3 separate regions of the Mus musculus genome follow, and all the other regions are linked to region 2. The links are chromatin contacts, called in public HiChIP or PLAC-seq maps. All regions are on one chromosome and are shown on one strand. Each heading gives the region's core, a stretch centred on a gene start, on an enhancer-like site or on the middle of the called end of the contact. The rest is flanking DNA. Distances are from core to core; before and after follow the strand shown. Region 1 holds the start of Adamts4 (a disintegrin-like and metallopeptidase (reprolysin type) with thrombospondin type 1 motif, 4). Region 2 has its middle 6.9 kb from the start of n-TGgcc14. Region 3 holds the start of Tomm40l (translocase of outer mitochondrial membrane 40-like).

Region 1 (4,518 bases), core at 170-2,669, 160 kb after region 2:
AGCCCCTCTGCTCAGGACCAGGGAGGGTCAGGGCATGTGATGGGTCAAGAGGTGAGACTGGAAATCACCAGAGGGTGGGTAGTTCAGGAAGTGATAGGCACCAGGACAGGTATTAGTGACGGGAGCAGGAAGGGAGGGGGAAGAGGAAGCATTCTGAGGAATATGATGTGGGGGACAGGAGCTGACCAGGCAGAGAATGAATAAGGGGACAGGGGCAGGGGAGGTGGGGCTTCTCTGGGAAAGGGAAGGGACTGCTGAGTGTACTCTCCTTCCTGGGGATTTCCTGGGGAAACAAGTGGCCATAGGGTGGAGTGAGCAGAAATTGCCCCGCTCCTGAATGCTTCATTTCCTTGCCTTGAGAGAGTGTGCTTTGGTTTCTTAGTCCCCCCCAGTTCTGGAAGCAGAAGAGTCATTAGTTCCCTCCTCTAACACCCACACACATACACATACTGGTCACTATCCCCATCCCAGGTTCTCTCTCTCTCTCTCTCTCTCTCTCACTCTCTCTCTCTCTCTCTGAGATGTGTGTGTGTGTGTGTGTGTGTGTGTGTGTCTCCTCCCCTCCCCCCATGGGAAATGAGGAGTCAAAGATTACTAGATATTCCAGGAACTATTGGATTTGAAAGGTGGGGTCAAGGAAGTAGCAGAGATGACTTCTGGGTGAGAGAGAGAGAGAGAGAGAGAGAGAGAGAGAGAGAGAGAGCGCAGGTCTTGTCTAGGTGAGGGTCTGGCTGACTTGAGGTAGTGGGGGTGTGCTGGGGTAGCTGGGTGTGGGTAGGAACGGGGCCAAGAGCCTGGGGGAATCTCCTGGGAGCTGAGCCAGGGAAATGGGCACTCAGGAAGTTGGGGAGGAGGAGGCCTAGGGTGGAATGGCTGTTCTATGCTTTAGACGCTGGGGTAACTCGGGGGGGGGGGGGGGGCTTCAGAGAGGGAGGGAGGGAGAGAAGGAGAATGAATGAGAACAGACCTACTCTGGATGTTCCTCCTATAAAAAGACAAGTAGTTAGCTCCTCCTTTTCTGTCTGTTTCTTTCTTGTTTCCATTCTAACAAAGTTCTAACAGCTGTCTCCTTGCCTTCCTGTGTGTACCACCTCTTCTTCTCAGTGCCTTGGTCCCATCCTCTCTTCTTTCTCTCCTAATGTTTTCTTACCTGTTCACCACTTCCTTTTAAACCCAGACAGCTTGGCTCTAACAGATTAGCCTCTGGGGTAAAGGGTAGCATAAATGACTTCCTCAAGGAAGTGAGGAAGCATAGGCTAGACCAGGCTGGATAGGAAGGACCTGAATTCTCCCAGGACAGAGTCTCATCTGTGACTGCTGTCCAGACCCTTTCCCCCAGTCCTGACCTCCCCTGGGGCTCTGTCCCACAAAAAAAAAAAAAAAAAAAAAAAAAAAAAAAAAAAAAGACCGGGAAAGAGACAGCTGAGGGCTGATGGTGGGATTTGGGAAAAAAGATGTGTCATCAGCTGGCTCAGTGCCTTAAATGCATCTGCTTGCTAGAGATTCCCTTCCCCTGGGCAAGTCCCTTCCCTCCCCCCCCCCTTCTTTTTTAAGGAAAAAAGAAAACCACTAAGGTCTTTGGGAAGCAATGATACATCCTCCATCCTTCAGAGTCCCAGTGACCAAGCTTCTGGCTGAGTGGCTTACAGATCTGCCACTCACACACAGAGGGCGGTTCTGGATGCTTAAAAGAGCTGGAGGGGAGAGAGGCTGGGGAGAACCCGGGGAAGACCCACAGATACACAGAAACGAGAGAGACAGAAGAGGAGAGAGACAGAGACAAAGAGACAGCAGCAGGAGGAGGAGGAGGAGGAGGCAAAGACAGGGCGAGCACTGAGGCAAAGCCAGACAGCTGAGCAGAGGGAGAAGCCAAGGAGTCACAGACAAAGACCTGGGACAGAAAGGCAAAGGAGGAAGTTTTGGAGCAGAAAGAACCCGTGGGCACTTTTCCTGAGCCCAGGGGCTGTTTTCTTTTTCATCTTCTCTGAAAGTCCCTAGCCCATTTAAAAACTTTGCCTCAGATTTTGGCACAAGCCCCAAAGCCCTTCTGGCTTTAACGAGGAGCCTTCCACAGTTAGGGTGTGGAGCATTTTGGTGCCGCAGATGGCCTCAATCCATCCCAGCTGCAGCCCGGGTACCATGTCCCAGATGGGCTTGCATCCCAGGAGGGGCTTGACTGGGCACTGGCTGCAAAGATTCCAACCCTGCTTGCCGCTTCACACTGTGCAGTGGCGGAGGCTGCTGCTGCTGGCCTTCCTCCTGTCCTTAGCGTGGCCCGCCAGCCCCCTCCCCCGGGAGGAGGAGATCGTGTTTCCAGAGAAGCTCAATGGCAGTAGCATCCTACCTGGATCAGGCGTTCCTGCCAGGCTGCTGTACCGATTGCCAGCCTTTGGGGAGATGTTGCTACTAGAACTAGAACAGGACCCTGGGGTGCAGGTAGAGGGTTTGACTGTACAGTACCTGGGCCAGGCACCTGAGATGCTGGGTGGGGCAGAGCCAGGTACCTACCTGACTGGCACCATCAATGGAGATCCGGAGTCGGTGGCATCTCTGCACTGGGACGGGGGAGCCCTATTAGGGGTACTGCAGTACCGTGGGGCCGAACTCCACCTCCAGCCTCTGGAAGGAGGCGCCCTTAACTCTGCTGGGGGACCGGGGGCTCACATCCTACGCCGGAAGAGTCCTGCCAGCAGCCAAGGTCCCATGTGCACCGTCAAGGCTCCTTCTGGGAGCCCGAGTCCCATTTCCCGCAGAACCAAGGTAGGCAACTCTGGAGATCATGCCCCGTGCCCGTATCATTCCTCCCGCCATGTCTGCCCTACTGACCCCTATTCACCCTCTCTCCTCCCACTTCCACTTGCAGCTTTCCAACTTCTCTCCTTCTCTCTGCCTTTCCCATCTCCACTACCCTTTCTTTGAAAAATCCTGGCTACTCCCTGCTTCGGTCCTTTGCTTTGCTCTGAGGATTCCCTGAGGTAGGTCAGATTCTCTGGGCCGGAATGACCTCTCCCCCTCTCTCCCCCGCCCCTTCCTGGCCCTGGAGTCTCCTGCTGACACAGTTCCCAGCAGTAAAGCTCTCCCAACAGCCTGTTGGCCTAGGCTCTTTTCTCTGCCCCAGTGATTTTTTACCCCCACCCCCAGCTACAGGAGTAAAATTTGAGGCCCGGGGGATTGAGTTTTTGGCTTCTGATGTTCCGTTTAAAATTGTTCTGGTAAACTGCAAACTAGGGCAGGAGGAGGCTGGCATCCCATACCTCTGGGTCAATCTTCTTCCCACACTGTGGGCTGACTGCAGGGCTGCCTGAGGCACTATCCTCCCTCCCTCCCACTCCTGGTCTCCCCCCTTCTTCTCCCCCCACCCTTCCTCTAGCTTTAATCCAGACCAGACACTCCTTCCACACCCGCCACGCTGAGATCTGGCTGTGGCCCTAGCTGCTGACTGAATTGTTCCTCCAACCACACAGTGCAGACACGTCGCCGCAGCTCAGCCTCTAGTCCTACTCCCACAAGCCCCGCCACACTTGGGGACCCTAGCGCCCCTCCTCCCTGAGTCAGTCCCAGCTGCTTTTCACCTCTGGGGCCCACTTAGCCATGAAACGTGGCAAGCCTCCTCTTCTTCCAGAACGACAGCTGATTCTTCAACATTACCACAAAAACACTGGGATTTGGGGTTAGGGGGAGGGCCCAAACCAGTCAGTCACTTCAGGAATCCTGAGGCACACGTGAGGGCCAGCTAACTCGGCTGAATTCTAGACCCCGGAATGAAGGGAGGTGAGAGAGATCTCAGGACCCTCCTCTCTCTCATTTTTTTTCTTCTTCTCCTCAAGCGCTTCGCTTCTCTGAGTAGATTCGTGGAGACACTGGTGGTAGCAGATGACAAGATGGCAGCATTCCATGGTACAGGGTTAAAGCGCTACCTGCTGACGGTTATGGCAGCTGCCGCTAAAGCCTTTAAACACCCAAGCATCCGAAACCCTGTCAACTTGGTGGTGACGCGCCTGGTGATCCTGGGGTCCGGCCAGGAAGGGCCCCAAGTGGGGCCAAGTGCCGCCCAGACCCTACGCAGCTTCTGCACCTGGCAGCGGGGCCTCAACACCCCTAACGACTCAGATCCTGACCACTTTGACACAGCCATTCTGTTCACCCGGCAGGTAAGGCCTCAGTCAGCACCACAGGAAAGGGACCACAACCCAGAGAGAGGCACAACCACTCCACGGGCCATGATGGAGAAGATGCCCCTGGAGTTACACACGAGCCTGGCGCCAGCCGCACAGCCATGGGGTGTCTATGTGAGCCCTGACCGTGCTGGCCCCAGCGTCTAGTTCCTTGCTAACCTGGATATCAGCCCTAAGCATCGTCTGTGCTCCTTCTCCACAGGACCTGTGTGGGGTCTCCACTTGTGACACCCTGGGTATGGCTGATGTGGGCACAGTGTGTGATCCAGCTAGGAGCTGTGCTATTGTGGAAGATGATGGGCTCCAGTCAGCCTTCACTGCTGCTCATGAACTGGGTAAGGAA
Region 2 (4,659 bases), core at 687-3,186:
TGTGTGTGTGCCTGCACGTGCTCTTTTGTGACTATATCCTAATTTAAAATATCCCGTTTATTTTAACGTACATTTGACTGCATGGCTGGCTACCTGTGCTCAGGTACCCTGTGCCTGTTTCCTCAGATCTTCCTGTGTGAATCTTTCCGTGCCTGGCTCTATCCCAGGATTCTTCTGCCTCATTGATCTTTTACATTTCAGTTCCTGCCAAAGCCATAGGCCATAGGCTTTTTAATTGACAGGTGATGCATCCATGATACTCCAGATATTCACTCTACAATTCCCCCATTTAGTCCAATAAAAGGCTTCCTTTTGCTGGGCGTGGTGGTGGCACACACCTTTAATCCCAGCACTCGGGAGGCAGAGGCAACTTTCTAAAGTTGCCAAATACTATGGCCTGGACATTGTACATGTATATCATACCTTATAGTTTTCATAATTGTTATAATTATATTCAATTTATATTTGAAAGAAAAGAAGCCTTTTTGTGTTTTTTTGTTTTGTTTTTTGAGACAGGGTTTCTCTGTATAACTCTGGCTGTCCTGTAACTCACTCTGTAGAGCAGGCTGGCCTCGAACTCAGAAATCCGCCTACCTCTACCTCCGGAGTGGTAGGATTAAAGGCATGCGCCACCACTCCTGGTTTAACCTAATTTCTATTGTATTTGCATTACCATCCTAAAAACATCTTCTTAGACCTAAAATATCTTCTTAAATTCTAAACAAATTAAGCTTATAGTGATACTTTGTATCAATATTCAAAATTACCTACCAATACAATAAAATATAACCTTATTTTTGCATCAAAATACAAAGATCTCTATCAATGTAAGATTATGGCTATAAAATCTCTTTTGGTTTAAGCGTAGATTCAATAATCTACCCTATTTGTTTAGTTTCTTATATTTCTGTATCCCCCTATTTCTTACCTAACTAAGAAAGAAGGGAAGAGGGGCTGGAGTGTTGGCTCTTTGGTTAAGAGCACTGACTGCTCTTCTAAAGGTCCTGAGATCAAATCCCAGCAAGCACATGGTGGTTCACAACCATCCATAATGAAATCTGACACCCTCTTCTGGTGTATCTGAGGATAGCTACAGTGTACTTGAATATAATAAATAAATAAATAAATAAATAAATAAATAAATAAATAAATAAATCCTTAAAAAAAGAAAGAAGGGAAAAGAGAAAACGAAAGGAAAAAGAAACCCATGAATATAACCTCCCTATTTTGCCTCCTCCTTGTCCAAGACCATAATTATTTGTAACCATCCTCTAAAATGACAACATATAACTCACAAAATGACCAAAACTATCTACCCCCAACTTAAGGGACTGGGACAACAGTCTTCTGATAATTGCTTCCTGCTTAATTGGGGTGAAGAATTCCTTTTGTGGGGCCCAAGAAAATTAGAAACGTGGTTAGTCTTAAGAAAGCCAGCTGTAGCATGTGTTATTTAGTCTCTATATGTTGAGAAAGCTTGGAGTATAATTAAAGTCGTAACTGGAACAGAACAGTCTGAAAGGTTGGATCAAGCAAGCTAGCTGTTCTGAAGTTATCCCAGAAGTCGGTCTTTAGAGGAAACAGCTATGATGCCGTTGAGGCAGGATCAAGCAGGGAGCTGGAACAGCAGGGCTCAGCATCTGAGCATCTCCAGAGTGAATCCTATCAAGGCTGCCTCCTGGCCCTCCATTCTGTAGTATACAAACCTTACCAGCAACACACAGTTCTATAAAGAGATTGGTTGGAATGCACAGGTGAGCAGATCAATTAAGGATGATTTCCTGATCTTAGTGCAGGTAAAAGACAACTGCCTTTCTTCAGAAGATAGTTTGATCATATAAACAAACTGTACTATGAATCTCCATTCATGCCATATGAAAGGATGGTATGCAGTAAGTTATGAGAATTCCATAGCCTACAGGCTTTATTAGACATGCAAGCTGAAGTCCTGGCTGGGGACATTTCTTGTCTCAGGCAGTTTCAGAGCTGCCCCAAAATGGAGGGTACAGCAAAGACATTGTTTGTTTCTTTGTTTCTTTGTTTGATCTTCTTGATTTTCTCTCTTCAGCCATCTCCTCACATTTTCCCTGGCAAATCTCTCAGTGCCTGGCTCTATGTAGTCTCCCCTCCCCCAGCCTGAAACCTGCTTGCTCAGGGGTGGAGCTTCCCGCTCAATCGTTCTGCCACGCCCACTGCTGGAACCTACCGCTTTGCTGTTTGGAGCTACACACGTGGTCACCCTGCTACTGGATTCCGAGATTATTTGGCGGGAATTGGGCCCCTCCCCCTTCCTTCATAACGGAGTGCCAAAATAGTAAAAATTGAACCTTGAGCAGAGAGAGACCTTTGTCTTGGTTCCTTCCTTATCTCGCGCAGCCCAGCCCCTCTTCTCTTCCAGGTTTCCAAAATACCTTTCCAGGCTAGAACTCAGGTTGTGATCTACTGGCCAGACACAACAGCTCTATCCCAGAATTCTTTTTGCCTCCTGGATCATCCACCTTCTGTTTCCTGCTAAAGCCATGGGCTTTTTAACTGACAAATGTTGCATCTACAATAACACAAGATTTTTTTTTCCTCTATGGACTTCTTTTAGTTGTCACCAAATATAGTCCCTGGTTTTGTAAGTGTGGGCACTTCTGTTTCTGCCCCAGTTCCCAAATAATGGCATGGAATCTATATTTATTTAAGAATGCCTAGGCCTTATGCTAGGCTTGTTGCCCTCTGGCTCATAACCTAATTATCCCATTTACACTAATCTAAGTTTTGTCACGAGGCTGGTTAGTTGTCTATCATCAGTTTCATATGTCCAGCTTCCTCCCAGTCTGGGTGGCCAATCTCCCGTGCCTGACTCCTTTCCAGAGTTGTCCTCTGTCTCTGGAAGTCCCACCTTGTTACTCTGGTTTTTTGTTGTTGTTGTTGGTGGTGGTGGTTTGTTTTTTTGTTTGTTTTGTTTTTGTTTTTCTGCTATAGGCCATAGGCTTTTTATTTTAACCAATCAGAAGATGATGGAGAAGTTTCATTTTACAACCTTATGGGCTCAGGTTACTGTCCTCTGTTCAGACTGCCTTTGTTTGTTGCAAGAAATATTAAAAAGAATGAACCAGCTTGTTCCTGCACTTGTGTTAGCAACTTGGTGCCCCGGTGGCCTGGATGGCCATGCACTGGCGGGCAATGGACGATCTGTTTTCATCTCGTGGAGACTCTCTGGCCTGAAGCTCCCAAAACTTCTCCACTCAGCTTGCTAGGTTCCCACTGGCCGGTCGCTATCACTCCAGCCCCATGCTTTAAAACTTTTGTGGTGCACATCAAGCAAACCCACCATGCTTCGCCGCTGTACCTTTCTCTCTTGAACCCAGACAAGCCACTGTGTGAAGGAAGATGCAACACACACTTAGTTCAGAAACAGCAGTAACTCAATTGCTGTGCGCAACAACTAAAATCCTAACTTTGTAAACCATATTAAATCTAAATCCTCTGGTGGTGAATCCTACAGATCCGCCACTGAAGCCAGGAGACACTAGTAATTACATCTTGTCCTAAGCTATCCCTATCCAAAAAGACTTAACTCTCTCCTGCTTCCTCTCTTCCTCTGTCCAATCTGGAAGTCCTTCCTACTTGCCCAGTGATTGACTCTTTCATTTTAAGAGGATTGGTTCACAAGAAGTCACCTGAGTATGTGACTCACTCCTTGTCTACAACCCCTCCCAGGAGAGTGGAATTAGCATCAAAATACAAACAGCATCTGCTATTCACAACATTTGTTTAAACTCTTAAACTTGTCTTTACTGTTTTCCCCAATCTGTAAGATCCTTAAGGGATCTAATTGTGTAACAAAATCTGTCTACAGAGGGCAGGCAGCTTTTCTGGAGGCCCACAGTTATCTGTTTCAAATGAGTGTCAATATGTCTTAGATAGCTAAGTTAATGTTTAAAGAGAAATTATAAGTAGTGCCAATACAGTACAAAAAGGCCTCATCACTTTGATCAAGCCTTTCATCAAAAACAAAACAAAACAAAAATAGTCTGGGCAATGGTGGCTCATGCTGTTTATCCCAATGCTCTGGAAGCAGAGACATGAACATCTCTGAATTCAAGGCCAACCTGGTCTACAAAGTGAGTTCCAGGCCAGATGGCCAAAGCTACACAGACCAAGTCTGTCCCAAAAATACCCACCCCCAAAATAAAATATCACTGTTAGGATCTGGTGAGATAGCTCAGCAGTTAGAAGCACACACTGCTAATCCAGAGGACCCGAATGATATCCACAGCATCTATGTATAACTCCCACTTCAGAGGGTCCACTGCCTCTGGCCTTTGTTGTCACCTGTACTCACATGCACAGATACAAATACATAATTAAAAATAAAAATATTTAAAATTGCAATGTTGGGTATGATCACTTGTATGGGAAACGTTGCTCCACCTAGTCCCATAAATCCAGGCATTTCCTTGAGCTATCCATCCCTTTGGTCCTGAGCCACTGCTATCTATTATGAGTTGCTATTCACCTCGTAGCCCAACAGTGTTGACAGGACTGGCTTATGTTGCTCAATCTGGCTCAGGTCCAAGGAGGAGCCAGGTTGTATATTTTTGCTTCTCTGTGCCTGTCACACCTCAATTGTTTAAACCCTTTATATCATCAAATTCTCTAGAACAGGTG
Region 3 (4,183 bases), core at 1,056-3,555, 130 kb after region 2:
GGAAAAGGCAGTTACCATCGTAGATACAGGCAAAGGAACCCCAGAAAAGCCCCGAGTCTCTCCTCCTCACCATCATTCACTTGATCTCGTACCTGAGTACTTCCCAGCCAGAGTCAAGATGGCCCCCTCTTCTCCTGGCCGCCGGTGATAAACTAGCTCTCCTCCTAGCACAAGCCGATGGGTGATGCTCTGCAGGAAGTGAGCAACCATGATCACTGTCAGGGAGAGAGGATGCAAGAGTCAGGGAGTCAGGTTTAGTTTCTTACCATCTGGTCATTCCCACCCTAGCCTAGCCAAAAAGGTCCCCCCACCCCCAGAACTCCGTCCCAGTTCCCCACCTGATTCCCCAATCAGATCCGGATTTCCCAGGGTCAGAGTGGCTGTGTAGTCATCTCCCCGATACTCGCCATCAAACTGCCATGTCAGGAACTTGGCCTGCTGTGTCTGGGTGGGGAGAGTAACAAATAAAATACCCTTCTCTCTGTTTATATTCAGTATTGCCTCTGCTCCTCCTCCCCCTGCGTCCCCCAAGGCAGGATACCCATGGAGGAGAAAGAGAGGTGCCTCGGTGGATGGAGGCAGGAACTGTGGGTCACCTGGAAGACAGCCTTAGCTCGCAGCCGTTCTGCCAACAGAAGCAAGACCTGGGCGTTGAGACTGCCACTGCTGTCCATATCCCCCACCACAGTGGGGAACACCTGTTAGGGAGCGTAGACAGGAAGGCTGAGATGGGTAGGTAGCTCTATCCATTGGCACATGAACAGGAAGGGATTTCAGTAACATCTCACAGTGCCCCCTGGTGGACGCCAAAGACAAACTCGGGCAGCTTTGCACAGGACTAGCTCGCGTTCAGAAGAGGCACTGAGAACATAGTTGCTGATCACACACATTTCCAAATTCTCAAGACCTACGTCCATGTGCGTTTTACACAGTTGACGCGAGTGTGGGGGAGCCCTCACCTCTGTGGGGCTAAGCTGCCAGTCCCCTGCATAGGCGGTATGGAGGTGGTACCCTGGCAAGCCCAGGGCACTCATGTGCACAGTATGAGCCACCTGAGGAAAGAGGAGACAACGGAGAACAGAGCATTCTATTTCGTTTCAATCCCGTCTCCCACCCTTGACCTTTTTTTCCATCCAGAGGGGGCTTTTTAAAACCTCAACTATTCCAACGCATGCAGAGGGCCACTGGACTTTAAGCAACAAGTCCCACATCTTGTTGCTTAAAGGCATTGGGGGGGGAGGACCCCACACTTCCCCTCATTTGTCCCACATAGCCTAGCCAAGACAGGACTAATAGGTGTAAAGAGGATCCAGAGACAAGCAGGGAGGAGGGGGGTAAGTAGGGGCCAGACCAGTGGGAGCACCTGGAAATGGCTGCTCAGAACCTTGTTGACAACCAGCTTCACGCCTTCCATCTGTGCTGGGAATACATCTGAAGGGAAGGAACATGCACAGATAAGGACCCCTAACTACATAGACGGACTCCCCTTTCAATTGCATATGAAGCACTGGAGGAAATGACCTCCTTTCAAATCCTGCAACAAAACGCTCTGCTTTGAACATCTGGTCCTTTTTGACTGCCGGATGCTCCAGCTGTGATCTCCCCTCGCTGTTCACATCACTGGACATCAGCATTCAGGACCCTCCCCTTCTCTATGACCCTTCATCCTGAGACACCCAAAAGCTGCGGTCTCACCTTTGCACAACCGGTGCAGCTCGTCGAAGCTCCCGGGGTTGGGCAGCGGTTCCTCTCGACGGTGGCTCCGGCGGGGTAAAGTACCCATCGGTGCCAGGCCCAGGGTGTTCCCCATTTTAATCCAGAGGACAGGGAGGGGTTGGGGTTAGCCTGGGGATAAAATCTATTGCTCCCTCTATCCCCCACGGGCTCCACCCCCCATCATCGGGCTCCCCAGTTTCAGAAACTTCCATATGGTTCAATGCTAGACCTGCAATAAGGAACAGTAGGGGGAGAGAACACCGATGCTAAAGTTGAATCCCGGGCACACTCCCGCCCCATCGTTGATCCCTCACCCCCACCTGTCACCCCCGTCTGCTCTCCCATTATCTAGTCTTAACTACTACCGCAGGCTTCCGCTGACTTTCTAGTTTCTCTGTTCTTCATTCCCACGTCCCAAGGGTCTGCCCGCAATGGAACACTAGCCCTTACCATCTCAGACCATCCTGCAGCCTCTTTCCCCCTAGGCACACCCGGTCATCTTGATGGGGGCAGCCATCTTGAGTAATGGCAGAACTGCAGCTTCACCCTGTATTCCAAGCATGTCCGTAGGCGCCATCTTGGAAATGGGCAAAGGAAGCGCCCAAAGACCCAACCCACTCAATGATGAAAAAGGTGCCTCAATTTACTAGTGACCAATAGGAGAGGAGAAAACAGAAGAGTGGCAGGCCTGCAGGCCCCAGGGCTTCAGTCCGAGTGCAGTGGCGAGTGGGAGTTTGTGGGTGGCCCTTTAGACGTTAGTGGAAGGCCCCCTTTTAAGACCGCCCAACCTCCTCAAGGTCGAGATAAACTCTTGAGCATTCAAGACACTAGAGGGAGCATTTTGCCTATTAGACCAATGGAGTTCCTTAAACCGGAACGTGAGAAAAGTGAAACTATAGTTTGAAGACCTATTTTATGAATATATCACACTCAGGGGTTGTGAAGACGTGGTTCACTTTACCCTCCACCTTCCTGAAAGCCGGCTGGAGAATCCCCACAACTCTCCACTCTATACCACCTCCAAAGGACTGCTACTCACAATCCAACCCCCCAAAACAGACCTCTACCGCCCCCCGCCGTCCCCCCTTCCCCCGCTGGAATTCACAGGCCTTGCCTTCCCGGCGTGGTGGCGCAGGCGGATTTCTAAGTTCGAGGCCAGCCTGGTCTACAAAGTGAGTTCCAGGACAGCCAGGGCTATACAGAGAAACCCTGTCTCAACGACCCCCCCCCCCCAAAAAAAATGACTGTGAGAGTTCTGAGGGCGAGGAGAGAGTTGTGGGCAGAACTAGCTTCCGAAGCAGCTACCCTCTCTAGTTATTATTTACATGGAGAAAAGACAAATAAAATCTAAGAATACAACCGCAGCCTGAAGTTACGCTCCTCCCCCCAGGGCCAGGGGCAAGCAGTGATGTGACACTAGAGGTAAGTCCACAAGAGGACAACTGGAAATATGCAAGATTGCATATGCAAGGGTTGAAGAGATGGCGAAGTGGGTAAGAGCAGTGACGAGGCTGGTGAGGTGGCTCAGATGCTTCCCCAAAAGTCATAAGTTCACTTCCCAGCAATCACATAGTGGCTCACAACCATCTGTAATGGAATCTGATGTACCCTTCTGTTGTTTGCATTTATACATGCAAAGAGAGAGAGTCGTGTGTGTGTGTGTGTGTGTGTGTGTGTTTGAGAGAGAGAGAGAGAGAGAGAGAGAGAGAGAGAGAGAGAGAGAGAGAGAACTGGCTACTTTTCAAAGGATCCAGGTTCAAATCCTAGCACCCACAACTTTAATTCCAGTTCCAGAGAATCTGACACTCTTACACAGATACACGTGGAAGCAAAACACATAACTAAAATAAACAGATTTCTTGGTCTTCGGTTGCACTCTCCCTCCCTAGCTTCCACACTTCCACCCCCGTATCTCTCACTAATATTCCAGTACACACAGGGTAAGCTTGGTGGCAAAAAGGTGAGTGATAGGAATGTTTTCAGTAGCTACTGAGTTGACTCCACTGGAGAGCCCTGGGCCTAGCGAATGTACCTCTGTCCTTCCACACAGTTAGAACTGGGCCAGGGGCCAGGACCTAACTGATAAGGGGATCAAGTGTCCAGGCCCTTTGACCTTGATTTGGACAGAGCCTCTTAACTACTGAGGTTGGGAGCAGGAGGGCAGAGGCTATTTTTCTGAATTTGTTTTTTGGAGGCAGGGAGCACACATTGATGAGAACCCATAAATGGACTTGTATTTCATGATTATTTTAAAGGAATTTCATTCATGAGACCTATCAAATACAATAATTCCAATGCAGCATTTTCTCTGTGTGTCTTTTGTATGTCCGTGAGGGGTGTGTGTGTGTGTGTGTGTGTGTGTGTGTGTGTGTGTGTGTGTGTTTGTGTGTGTGGTGTTCATGCCCCCTTCCTATCTCATTACACATTAACTCAAAAAGGGACAGAGGCAGTTGTACCTGTTCTGACT

The links. HiChIP or PLAC-seq counts read pairs in DNA pulled down with a chosen protein or histone mark.
Region 1: an H3K4me3 HiChIP or PLAC-seq map of embryonic stem cells shows a contact between it and region 2, with 16 read pairs. The contact joins the promoter of Adamts4 here to the enhancer-like site in region 2. A contact is called at or near these places in 9 of 39 promoter capture datasets (the C10 cell line, the HPC-7 cell line, cranial neural crest and 6 more), 3 of 15 datasets of contacts at CTCF or cohesin (CD8 T cells, the NIH/3T3 cell line and embryonic stem cells), 4 of 484 Hi-C or Micro-C datasets (B cells, CD8 T cells, bone marrow-derived macrophages and 1 more), 26 of 115 datasets of contacts at active chromatin or transcription factors (the 230-238 cell line, the HPC-7 cell line, the SCID.adh cell line and 19 more) and 3 of 9 other capture datasets (adipose tissue, liver and pancreatic islet).
Region 3: an H3K4me3 HiChIP or PLAC-seq map of embryonic stem cells shows a contact between it and region 2, with 26 read pairs. The contact joins the promoter of Tomm40l here to the enhancer-like site in region 2. A contact is called at or near these places in 10 of 39 promoter capture datasets (the C10 cell line, the HPC-7 cell line, cranial neural crest and 7 more), 3 of 15 datasets of contacts at CTCF or cohesin (CD8 T cells, the NIH/3T3 cell line and embryonic stem cells), 3 of 484 Hi-C or Micro-C datasets (Th1 cells, bone marrow-derived macrophages and embryonic stem cells), 21 of 115 datasets of contacts at active chromatin or transcription factors (the HPC-7 cell line, the SCID.adh cell line, bone marrow-derived macrophages and 14 more) and 3 of 9 other capture datasets (adipose tissue, liver and pancreatic islet).

What each region holds. Positions count from the first base shown.
Region 1 is chr1:171,248,710-171,253,227 of GRCm38.p6, forward strand. Adamts4 (a disintegrin-like and metallopeptidase (reprolysin type) with thrombospondin type 1 motif, 4) reads left to right here and starts at 1,420. Exons shown (of 9, transcript NM_172845.3): 1 at 1,420-2,760; 2 at 3,828-4,151; 3 at 4,378-4,510. The coding sequence starts at 2,140. It also overlaps a transcript of Ndufs2 not described here.
Region 2 is chr1:171,086,430-171,091,088 of GRCm38.p6, forward strand. No RefSeq gene overlaps it. Among named protein-coding and RNA genes, the nearest start is that of n-TGgcc14, 6.9 kb to the left of the region's middle. Within about 2 kb of position 1,937, at least 16 of the 459 cell types and tissues checked have an H3K27ac peak or open chromatin away from gene starts, as enhancers often do. A contact at or near this core is called in the HPC-7 cell line, the SCID.adh cell line, differentiating embryonic stem cells and 2 more, where this site is marked.
Region 3 is chr1:171,220,209-171,224,391 of GRCm38.p6, forward strand. It overlaps Tomm40l (translocase of outer mitochondrial membrane 40-like), which reads right to left and starts at 2,306. Exons shown (of 10, transcript NM_001037170.2): 1 at 2,167-2,306; 2 at 1,696-1,945; 3 at 1,364-1,431; 4 at 960-1,052; 5 at 597-698; 6 at 339-444; 7 at 93-215. The coding sequence starts at 1,810. It also overlaps a transcript of Apoa2 not described here.